2 separate regions of the Bombyx mori genome follow, and region 2 is linked to region 1. The links are chromatin contacts, called in public Hi-C maps. All regions are on one chromosome and are shown on one strand. Each heading gives the region's core, a stretch centred on a gene start, on an enhancer-like site or on the middle of the called end of the contact. The rest is flanking DNA. Distances are from core to core; before and after follow the strand shown.

The links. Hi-C and Micro-C count contacts between places; a contact is called where the count stands out from the background.
Region 2: a Hi-C map of midgut shows a contact between it and region 1, with 2.3 times the contacts expected there. The contact joins the promoter of LOC105841499 here to the enhancer-like site in region 1.

What each region holds. Positions count from the first base shown.
Region 1 is chr6:2,277,260-2,283,269 of ASM3026992v2, forward strand. It overlaps Btr175 (cadherin-like membrane protein), which reads right to left. Exons shown (of 35, transcript NM_001044217.1): 29 at 5,278-5,470; 30 at 4,537-4,646; 31 at 2,065-2,222; 32 at 162-365. Among protein-coding and RNA genes, the nearest start is that of LOC101743451, 6.4 kb to the left of the region's middle. Within about 2 kb of position 2,157, at least 1 of the 8 cell types and tissues checked has open chromatin away from gene starts, as enhancers often do.
Region 2 is chr6:2,356,852-2,362,861 of ASM3026992v2, forward strand. LOC105841499 (transmembrane protease serine 3-like) reads left to right here and starts at 3,626. Exons shown (of 1, transcript XM_012689653.4): 1 at 3,626-6,010. The coding sequence starts at 5,254. It overlaps LOC101738204 (splicing factor 3A subunit 1), which reads left to right. Exons shown (of 9, transcript XM_004925201.4): 2 at 614-778; 3 at 1,138-1,940; 4 at 2,359-2,658; 5 at 3,428-3,619.

The DNA.
Region 1 (6,010 bases), core at 907-3,406:
AATACATCGTGTCTGCCCCTTTAAATTTATGTTTATTGACTTCGTTGGCAGACGAGTATACAGCTCACCTGTAATGACTCACGGTAAGCAGTCACTGTCTCCCATAGAAGTCAGCGATGCTATGGGCACAGTCAAGCAGCTGCCAAAGCAACATTACTAACTTTTTAGTCCTTATGATGAAGATGACTAGCAGCAGGAGACAGAGCGCAGCCAGGAGAGCGGAGAGGACCGCCAGCGCGTACAGCACCGCGGCCGAGCCGGCGTCCGGCGCCGGACTGGTGTCCGTGAAGAGGTCCCGCAGCACTAGCAGCCGCGTCGCCAGCGTGGACTGGATGGCAGTCAGCAGCACCATGTCCCCTCGGAGACTGGCGGACAGTTGATAGGAGATTATTGAATTTATCTCTGGGTGTAGTTTGAATACGGTCTGTCCTTTGCGACGGTACTGGGTAGATAAACGGACATATTATATTGCGACGGACTCGTTGGCAAAATAGTTAGCGCTCTGCCTATTGGACTGCGGAGTCGTGGGTCCATTTTCACTGTGGATAGATATTCTTGCGGCGAAAATGTTTGCTCTTTATCTGGATTTGTATTTTTTTTAATTTTTTTTATTGCTTAGATGGGCAGACGAAGCTCACAGCCCACCTGGTGTTAAGTGGTTACTGGAGCCCATAGACATCTACAACGTAAATTTTCCACCCACCTTGAGATATAAGTTCTAAGGTCTCAGTATAGTTAATTTAAAACTGCACATAAACCCAACTACTTGAAGTAAGGAGATATATTATATGCTTCTTCTGTGCGTCTGTTTGTCACTGAACTCCTCTTAAGCGGCTGGACCGATTTGAATTGTTTTTTTTGTATTCGTTTGGTTGGCGCCCTGGATGGTTTAGATTCACAAATCAGGCACTGCAGTCAGTGTCTAGGTTATTTATCTTTCCTAGAAATAATGTATATGGCAAAACAGCGTTTGCCGGGCCAGCTAGTATTAATATAAGAATCTCGTAAAACCAATTTAAAAAAAACGCGACTGTTTAAAATGTAAAAGTTTGTAGTATTTTGAAAAGAATTGCTCACAAAAAAATGAAAGAAGTGAAACTTCTTTTGCACTGTGTAGTATTGTGGTTTTCTTCATTTTTCATCCTTAAATTAAATTTCTTTTGTAACATGGGAATGCTGTGTTTATACACATTGCTGCTTATGAAACACGACCTAGCTAACTTTGTCCTCTACCTCTCTCCACGGTCGATGGGTCTGCGAGACGCTATCTATTTTCTCACTCTCGCTCTTGCTAAATTGTATCTGTTCTCTTTAGCCATAACGAATCTGTCCCGAGTTAAATTTTACTCTCAACGCGCCTAAAGAAGTTTCACTTCAAAAATATGCTGAGAATCGTTTCGCACTTATAGAGAAAAATCGAATGTGCTTAGCTTGTATGTATAAATAATTTAAATAAATAATTTTTAGGCTTTTCGTTACATTTTCAGAGATCTTTTTTTGCCTTTAAGATCCAGCTTCTTTCGTGGTGTTTCTTGACAACTGTTACTTCAAACCGGGTTGGAAAACGGTCCTGCGTAGTCAGCACTCATTTGATACTTACTGGTGTACCTTTTGCTCTTCCAATACACTATATCCATAAAAAACGATATAGTCCAGGGGCTCCCAAACTTATTACGTCTACTGCCCACTTTGAGAATAAATTATTGTTAGCGCCCCCATTTTTTCATCTACCTCCTTAAAAACCCACTATAGCGAGAGCTCAGTCGGTGTCTGAGGGTCCTCCTAGATGAAATTACAAATCGCCTCCCAAGTCTCTACACAATGCCCCCATTTTTTTCTGGATCTCTTAACGCCCCCCTTTAGGCCTGCAGCGCCCACAAGGGGGCATTATCGCCCACTTTGGGAAGGGCTGATATAATCATAGCCCAAAAGACATATAAGAAAAATAGAAATCGATTTTTCTTTAGCACCGTTTCTATTCCATAAACACCCTATAATCGATGTTTGACTTGATTACTTTGGTAATACTAGTTGGATGACTTTAATTGTTACAATCGTGCTTACGTCTCGATCTCGTCGGCTGGTACGGGCACATTATCGCGGATGAAGTGTCCCCTCACTTCGGTGATGCCGTTCATGATGACCCCGCTGGCGTCAGTGGCCGGAACGACTTGGTCGATGTTACACGTCATCTCGAAGCCGGCGGAAAAGGTTTGTGCTATCTAGGAGAATGGATTATCGATGTTTAGTTTATTAATTATTTTTTTATTGCATAGATAGATGGACGAGCTCACGACCCACCTGGTGTTAAGTGGTGACCGGAGCCCATAGACATCTAAAACGTAAATGCCGCCACACAATTTGAGATGTGGGTTTTAAAATTTCAGTATACTTAGTCTGGCCATAAATACTGTTACAATTAAAAATAAACAAAATATTACATTTGAATTTGGAATCTGTCATTTTTATATGATTGCTCATTGAGTTTTCTCATTTTGGCGCCAATACATTGTACAATATTTTGCGATATTAAAATGGAGTGGGGTGATAAAGAGAACCGAATCGCTGTGATTGCATTACACAAAGTAGGAATGGAGCCAAATGCAATTTTTAAAACTCTCCATACGCTTGGTATTAGTAAAGTGTTTGTGTACCGGGCTATTAATAGGTGCAATGAGACCTCCTCTGTTTGTGACGGAAAAAGATCTGGCCGTCCACGTAGTGTTCGTACGAAAAAGGAGGTCAAAGCAGTAAGGGAAAGAATTCTAAGAAATCCTGTCCGAAAGCAAAAGATTTTATCTCGGGAGATGAAGATAGCACCTAAAACCATGTCGCGTATTTTAAAATATGACTTAGGAATTGCAGCCTATAAGAGACGTACTGGTCATATCTTATAATAATATGATAATTTAAAAGAGAATAGGGTGGTAAAATCGAAACAGCTACTGAAGCGGTACGCAAAGGGAGGTCATAGAAAAATTTTGTTTACGGATGAGAATTTTTTTACAACTGAGCAACATTTTAACAAACAAAATGACCGTATTTATGCTCAAAGCTCTAAGGAAGCTTCCTAATTAATCGACAGAGTGCAACGTGGGCACTATCCGACTTCAGTGATGGTTTGGTGAGGTATTAGCTATGAAGGAGTGATTGAGCCATACTTTTGTGAAAAAGGTATCAAAAGATTGGCACAAGGGTATCAAGATACCATTCTTGAGAAAGTAGTGAAGCCCCTTAACAACACCATGTTCAATAATCAAGAATGGTCCTTCCAGCAAGACTCGGCGGCAGGTCATAAAGCTCGGTCTACGCAGTCTTGGTTGGAAACGAACGTTTCGGACTTCATCAGAGCTGAAGACTGGCCGTCGTCTAGTCCCGATCTTAATCCGCTGGATTATGATTTATGGTCAGTTTTAGAGAGTACGGCTTGTTCTAAACGCCAGGATAATTTGGAGTCCCTAAAACAATCCGTACGATTGGCAGTGAAAATTTTTCCCATGGAAAGAGTGCGTGCTTCTATTGATAACTGGCCTCAACGTTTAAAGGACTGTATTGCAGCCAATGGAGACCACTTCGAATAAGCTTCTTATACTTTATTTATTTATTTATTAAATTATTTATTTAAATTGTTTTATATTTATGTGTTAAATTAACACACTGTAAAAGTAATAAATGTTACTTGCAATAGATTTTTTATTATTTTTAATTGTAACAGTATTTATGGCCAGACTAGGTATATGTTTCAAGATAAGACGCTCACAATACTCTACTAAGTTTAATGTTTGATTACAAATTCTAGATTTTTTTTCTTCCTTTGTCTCAGTATTTATGGCAAGACTAGGTAATTACAACGGCTGCCCCACCCTTTAAACTGAAACGCATTACTACTTCACGACAGAAATAGGCAGGGCGGTGGTACCTACCCGTGCAGAATCACAAGAGGTCCTACCACCAGTAATTACGCAAATTATAATTTAGTGGGTTTGATTTCATGACACGATGTTATTCGTTTACCGCGGAAGTCAATCGTGAACATTTGTTAAGTACGTATTTCATTACAAAAATTGGTACCCGCCTGTGGGATGCGAACACTGGAGGAGGGTTATTGTGTCGTATTTAGCATCACATATTTGTTTTATTGCTTAGATAAGTAGACGAGCTCACAACCGACCTCATGTTAAGTGGTTACAGGAGCTTACAGAGATCTACAGTGTGAATGCCAATAACAATCAACGTGGGAGTTTTAATTGTGTTTATACGAAAAAACAAGGTTATATTATAAAAAGGAACTACAACTTGTGATCATATTCGCCGTGTGTGGTATATTGCAACACCATTTTGAAGCCAGCAAGAGTAATACATATCCATTTATATTCTAAGTACAGGAATTAAGCAAACCGAAATAGACAATTCTGGCTGGTCTAGTACTCGAAAGAGCACCATAGATTTCTAACAAAAGTACTGACGTCGACCAGATACCGAATTCGATCAACGCGGCGACCAATGAGCCGGTTTTGAAATGCTAAAAATACTTACGAAGTCAGTGTTCTGCTCGACTTGTTCTAAAGTGTTAACAAACAAGAAGAAGACGCGGTTTCTTGTGGAGATCAAGTAGATCTTGACATTTGCTCTATCACTGTAGCCAGCTGTAATTAAAACAATTGCAAGTGCATTAAGTCATGACTTATTGTCTCATAGCAACTCTTAACGAATTTAGTTCAAACTGGATTACTGTTTCATGGCAGAAATAGGTAGGGTGATGGTATCTATTTGAGTGGACTCACAAGACACCAGTAAAGTTCAGTCCCTTCCAAAATTTTCCCGCTCTCAAACCCTGATTTTTTCCCTACTTTATGGGGTGGTTGGGCGTATTGTAAGTCCGCAAGGATAAATACCATCGTTCTGCCAATTTTAGTCGGAAAGCATTCGTATGCTCTGAAGGGCAGAGCGGCTGAAGTATTGTAATAATAGATAGATTATGATGTCTACGATCTCCCATAGCTGTTCTATGTAAGTAAGTGTCCATAAATGAGTGCAGTAGAATGGCTTGGAGCAGGGAGAGATGGCGGGACATCGTGAGACGCATCAAGTTTGCCTCCTCCGTCACTACATGACGATCATGACTACTCTGTCAACAGTGAAACCGTTGAGAAGAATTCGTACTAAATGTCCTCTAATTTTCCTAATTAGAAGAGAGATTAGTTCTAATATGGTACGATGCTAACAGCTGACCGTAGTAGTATGAAATAAGACAAACTAGAAAACCAATAAATTCACCTGGATCCGTGGCCACGACTTGGAATTCGAACATTCCGTGCATGGACGCAGTGGGCTGGATGTTAAGAGTCAGTACACCGGTATGTGGGTTAAGTATGAAGGCTGTCTCCCTGACGGAGGCCAGGGTAGGATCAGTTACCATCGTCGACAAGTCTATCGTGTAGATTATCGGTGCGTTTTCTGAATGTGTCGCCTGTGGAGTTGGAAATGAGCAGCTGTGTGAAATTTTATTGATGTAGGAGATATCGAAAATTTTGCTTTCAAGTAAGGTTAGCTTTCTTCTTATGACGTATGATGTTACGTAATCAGAAAGATCATAGTACTGAATGTTTAAAGTATTTGAAAAACATAATTAAATGTACTTCTAAGCTTTAATTTCGGGTTCAGTATGTTCATAACATAATTATTATTTCCCCGATTATCAAATGTTTTACAGTAATCGTGATTGCGGGCGACTAAAAAACCGTAAGAGTAACTTTAATTATGTAACTGATATGTAAATATTGAATAATGTATACAAAAAACTGAAAATATGTATATTGGTAGATTAGCAGAGGAAGCTCATGTTTTCATTGCACGTTCACTATGGGCTCAGAACAGAAAGGTAATAGTGGCTCTCTCTCATTGATTGTTTATCTCTCTGTATTATGTACCGTACTGTTATATCCGGGCTTCGGTACCGTAGATATGCAGACCCTACCGTATTCCTGCTGCATCAGCTCTCCCGTAACCT
Region 2 (6,010 bases), core at 2,376-4,875, 81 kb after region 1:
ATTTCTGAAAGTATGGAGTATTTTAATTGTGATTTCAATAGGCTCTGATAACTGCTTTACCCCTGGCGGACTGTGAGATTGTTCCTCAAGTAAGGATACTTAAAACCTTAAAATCAGGTTTCACTTAAAATATATTGACGCTTGAAAGGCAAATGTGACTAAGCGACAATGCATGAACTTTACAGTAGACTAATTTAAAGTTGAAATTAATTTAAAATATACATAAGAAATACCTGAAAAAAATTCTATTATAACGAATCTAGCTGTAGGGTTGAAATGATTTTAATAGACCTAGAAATATATATTTTTTGCGCATCGAATATGGTTATTGCCTATCACTTCTGTACAAAGCAGTTATTGTCGCTTAGTCATGTTTGCCTTTCAAGCGTTGATATGTTTATGAAAGAAAATTTTAGTTCCTCACTATATTTTATGGTTAATATCGTTTTCTGTTTATGTTTAAATAGTTCATTATTACTCTTTCATGCTCGGTATGCTATAAATATTCTTTATTCCCAGTTCTTTATTTTAGTCAGAAAGATATTCAAAATTAAATTAGCTCAAAGTTTTATTTCAGAATTTTCAAAAATATTTCTTTAACCCAGCTAAATAGATATTGTTGATAAAACTGCCAGCTTTGTGGCTCGTAATGGTCCTGAATTTGAAGCTAGGATCAGACAGAATGAGCTGGGCAATCCAAAGTTCAACTTCCTTAATTCAGGGGATCCCTACCATGCTTACTATCAGCATAAAGTCAGAGAGATCAAAGAGGGAAAAGGTAAGTTTTCAAATTCTATTCATTTAAATTAGTATAAAATTTAATTAAAATATTAACATAACAATGTGACAGAAAGAAGGCTATTGTCAAATTTGTGGGTTCAGGACAACTTGTTGATATTATTATGTGGGCCAGCATAGCAACTGTTGATTATATACATATGTGATGAATATGACCTGTTTGCTTATGGAACATTTCACTTTAATTGTTTTACACTAGAAAAACAAATCATGTCTCAGCTTTGATTAAAAGAAAGAATTGTTCTTCTAACATAAAATTTGCACAGCTTGGTCAACTTACATTTGATAGAAAGATTAAAATCTAGTCTGCTTATGTCACTGATAGTCGTATTTTTTTAGTTCCCGAACCAACTGCACCACCAACTATGCCATCAGGACAGCAACGAATGGGTCTCGCTCCAGCCACAGCGGCCCGCCAGCAGGAGCTCCTCAAGGCAGCTGCTCCTGCAGAACTGCCTCCGCCGCGCGACCCACCACCAGATTTCGAATTTATCGCTGATCCACCGTCTATATCGGCTCTGGAGCTCGACATAGTGAAATTAACCGCGCAATTTGTCGCCAGAAACGGTCGTCAGTTCTTAACGGATTTAATGAAGAAAGAGGAGCGTAATCATCAGTTTGATTTTCTTCGTCCCCAGCATTCACTGTTCCAATACTTCACGCGTCTGCTTGAGCAGTACACGAAGGTGTTGCTGCCGCCAAAAGAACTAGTATCAAAGCTGAATGCTGAGATACGCAGCGGGATATTAGAACAAGCTCGCAGTCGCGCTGCCTGGCACGCGCACCAAGCCAAGCGCAAGGCCGCTGACGAGGCCAAAATTGAGAAAGAGAGGCTCGCGTATGCCTCCATAGACTGGCACGATTTTGTCGTTGTTGAAACTGTAGATTACCCCGCAGGGGAACCCGGAGACTTCCCTCCTCCGACCACTCCACTAGAAGTCGGAGCCCGCGTCCTCGCCCAAGAGAGGGGTGAAGATATAATACGGAACCAGAATGACGACGATGATACTGAGATGCAAATTGAATCCGAATCGGAATCGGAGTCTGATGAGGAACTTGCGGAAATGGAGGATCGAACTCAGTCCCATCGGCCGGACGATAACCGCGTGCAAGACATGGAAGAGGAAAGCTCGACTTCGGAGGTAATATTTTTAATGATTTTACAATTTAAGCTGAACCAGTATCAACAAACTGATTTCAAAGCTAGCATTTAAAAAATCCTTCAATGCTATATATACAGTTCAGAGCCGTTTGATGCAGTGGTAAGTGACATGGTCACTACACAACAGGGTCGCGGGTTCGAATCCCGCCAAGGGAAGATATTTGTATGATAAATATAAAATGTTTTTTCCAGGGTTATGGATGTATATTAAATATATGTATGTGTATAATAAAAATCTTACATTTATTTCCGTTATCTGGTACCTGTAACACAAGTTCTTTACGAACTTAGCACAGAACCAGTTAACGTGGTGTGATTGTTAGTAAATATTTATTTATTATAAAAAAAAAGCTGTTCTGATAATATCATAGCTAATATTCATGTAAATTATTTTTCAGTCCGAGACGGAGCAAGACGCCCCGCGCGCGGACGAGGCGCCCCTCCCGCCGCGCCCCGACCGCGTCGTCGTCAAGAAGTACAACCCCAAGGAGGCGAAGCCCCGCGCCGCCGCCGGGGACGAGTGGCTCGTGTCGCCCATCACCGGCGAGAAGATCCCCGCCAGCAAGGTGGCCGAGCACGTGCGCATCGGGCTGCTGGACCCGCGCTGGCTGGAGCAGCGGGACCGCGCCGCCGCCGAGCGCACCGACCGGGACGAGGCGCTCGCCCCCGGGGCCGCCATCGAGGCTTCGCTTAAACAGGTATGCCCACATCCAAACTTTTTTGATAAATTTTTTTATTGCTTAAATGGGTGGACGAGCTCACAGCCCACCTGGTGTTAAGTGGTTACTAGAGCCCATAGACATCTACAATGTAAATGCGCCACGCACCTTGAGATATAAGTTCTAAGGTCTCAGTATAGTTACAACGGCTGCCCCGCCCTTCAAACCGAAACGCATTACTGCTTCACGGCTGAAATAGGCAGGGAGGTGGTACCTACCCGTGCGGACTCACAAGAGGTCCTACCACCAGTAACTATTTGCTATGTGTATGTGCATTACTATAATTCTCATGTTGTATTTGTTATTTTAGCTGTTCTACACACACTCATCACTTTTAATTATTATTCTCATAATCCTCTCGCAGGTCTGCTGGAAGAGATTTCTTAAAAAAATAAGCAGTGCCTTTGTACATAATTTTCCTATTACTCGGTACTATGCCTTCTTTTTTGTGTGTACGTAAATAAATAAATAAGTTTATATAATAATATCAAATTTTAAATAAAAAACTGAATTCAACAAAATACAACGAGAGAGAAACGTCTGAAGTCAATAAATGTGCAACTATTGAGGATAATTCCAAAACTACTGATCAAATCTTCATAAAATTTAAATGGCACCATGCTTTCAAATAAACAAATCATCAAAATCAATTCACAAGAGAAAAAAACCTCAGGAAACAAAAAAATGTCGAATTGCAAACCTCCTTATTTTGTAAGTCTGTTAAGAAAATAATAAACATTTGTTGTAGTTGGCGGAGCGTCGTACTGACATCTTCGGTGTAGGGGACGAGGAAACGACCATCGGTAAGAAGATCGGCGAGGAGGAGAAGAAGCGCGACGAGCGCGTGACGTGGGACGGGCACACCTCCAGCGTGGAGGCCGCCACCCGCGCCGCCAGGGCGCACATCACGCTCGAGGACCAGATCCAGCAGATACACAAGGTGAGCCGCGCCGCCTCCCTTCCACCAGGCCAACGACAAGGACAATGCCACCTCCAAAAGAGCTCCGCATATTCCTTTTTATACATTTTTCCCCCTACCTATGCTGATAGCCTTGAGAGGCTTTTTCTTCTAGATACACCATTTGGTCCACTACAAAATGTTTCTTTATTAATTTCGTTTTTTTTTTTTCATAGAACAAAATAGTTTGAAATTTTCAAATTTTAAACGCATGTGTAGAAAAATATGTGTCGAGTCTCCTAGTACATAAACCGGGGCCGAAAACAATGCGAATAAATCCAGCCACAAAATTTAAAATAATATACAAATATTTTAGTGTTGCACTCGATTTTAGTGACTTTTTTTTCTATATACTGAGTCTTAAGCGGCTATATCAGCTTCGCCCTAACATGTAAGTGAGCTCACGGGGCTCAAACCGGGAGTGTTGCTAACACTGACCCTAGCAAGAGCAGTGCTTCGCAGAATCTACCACCGGATCGGAAACGCGACCCACTGAGAAGATCCGGCGAGAAACTCAGTAGGCTGTGTCTGAGGGTTAAATTAGCGACCCGCCCGTGCTTCGCTTCGGGAACTATAACTTATTATTGATCTTATTGAATTTTCTATCTTCATCTTTCATAATATCGCGCACTCGATTGTGAATAGTCATAACTATTCAAATATTGATCCACCTACCATTCATTACAACCATGATTAACATGCATGTTATTCTGCAGTGTAAGCTATATTATTGTAAGCTTCATCAAAATTCATTGAGCACTTTTTGCGTGAAAGAGTAACAATTAAGATGTAGTGGGAAATTATTTTCCTTCGGGAAAACTCTGATCTTTATCGGAATACGATGACACCCGAACAGTCAATGAATGATTATATTAAATGAGTAACATTTTCATATCCAATAGTATGGAACTTTATTATTTAGTGTCAAAATGAATAATGTCATTGCACTGAGAGAGCACGATAAATACGAACTTTTCCGAAAAATTACGAAGTACTTTTCTGAATATGTCTATACATTCTTACACACTTTCACATTTATAATATTAAGTAGGATGAATCAAAAAAGGGTATTATTATGATATATAAAAAAATCATTGGATTCATTGAACATTGGCTTCAACCCTGATTCCTTCAATGCAGGAAAGGGCTTGCATTTTTTTGCTTACCTAATCGTCGGTACCCTAAAGGGCTATTCTAACTACTCACGGACCGGTAGGTGAGCTCCCTGGGCTCATCCTGAGAGAATTTACTAAAACTAGCCCTAGCAAGCACAGTGCTTCGCAGAATCTACCATCGGGTCGGAATCACGGCCCAATGAGAAGACCCGGTGAAAGAAACTCAGTTACTTGTGTTTGTGGCAGCGTATTCCCAAAAGGACAAGCACTAACACATTTCCCCACCCCCACTGTGCCAGAAAAAAGTTTTCATAAACTATCGTAAATGCCTTAAACAAATAAAATATCAATCAAACTGCTGGGAAACCCGATCGCGAATAACATTGCACAGCGCGTAATAAAAATCTCGTCAATAAAATATAAAACATTAAAACAGAAAAACAATAAAAATGTTTCACGTGTATTGTATTTCTCTTATGTTGAACAACATTGTAATACATAATGGGTATTGTGGCATTGAATCTAATGTTATATTTCGTTTTGCAAACTGTAAATATTGTGGTTTGCACGAAATCACTGCGCACAGGCAGAGATGCTTTAGAAGATGAGTACCCGTACGTTGTGACGGTCGAGTTAAAACTCACGAATACTACGACGAACGCTCTGCTGTGCTCGGGGTGCGTGCTGACCCCGACCTGGACCCTGACCACCGCGCGCTGCGTCTCCAAAACCGAAGACTTGCTAATCCAGGATCCGAAGATGTCATGGGTGGTGTACTATGGACTCACGCAGAAACCTTCCCAGGACACCGCCATCGCGATCCTTTCCGGAATAGTCCACCCCAGATATGCCGCGTCACCGAGAATGCTTCACAACGACATCGGCCTTCTGCGCACCGATCCCATCACCCTTAAACAGTTCGCCAAATTGAGCGCCGTTGACATGTTCTCTATGAACGGTTACGAAGTTGAGCTAATAGGCTTCAAGTCGACCAATGATACCAGTGGAAAATTGAAGAGAACTCTACAGATTTCATCGGTTGTGGTGAAGACTTGTGAAGGCACCGTTACTTATCCGGGGATGTGTTTGGCTCGGTCCTGCTCGTTGACCGACGCTTGTCACCAGGAAACTGGAGGTATAGCCATCCACAGCACCGGGGTCATAGCACTCCTGGCCAGTGGACGCAAGAGGGACTGCTTGGAGAACAATGAGAGACAGCAGGCCTATCAAATTGAGACAATGACTTCAATTGTGCCAT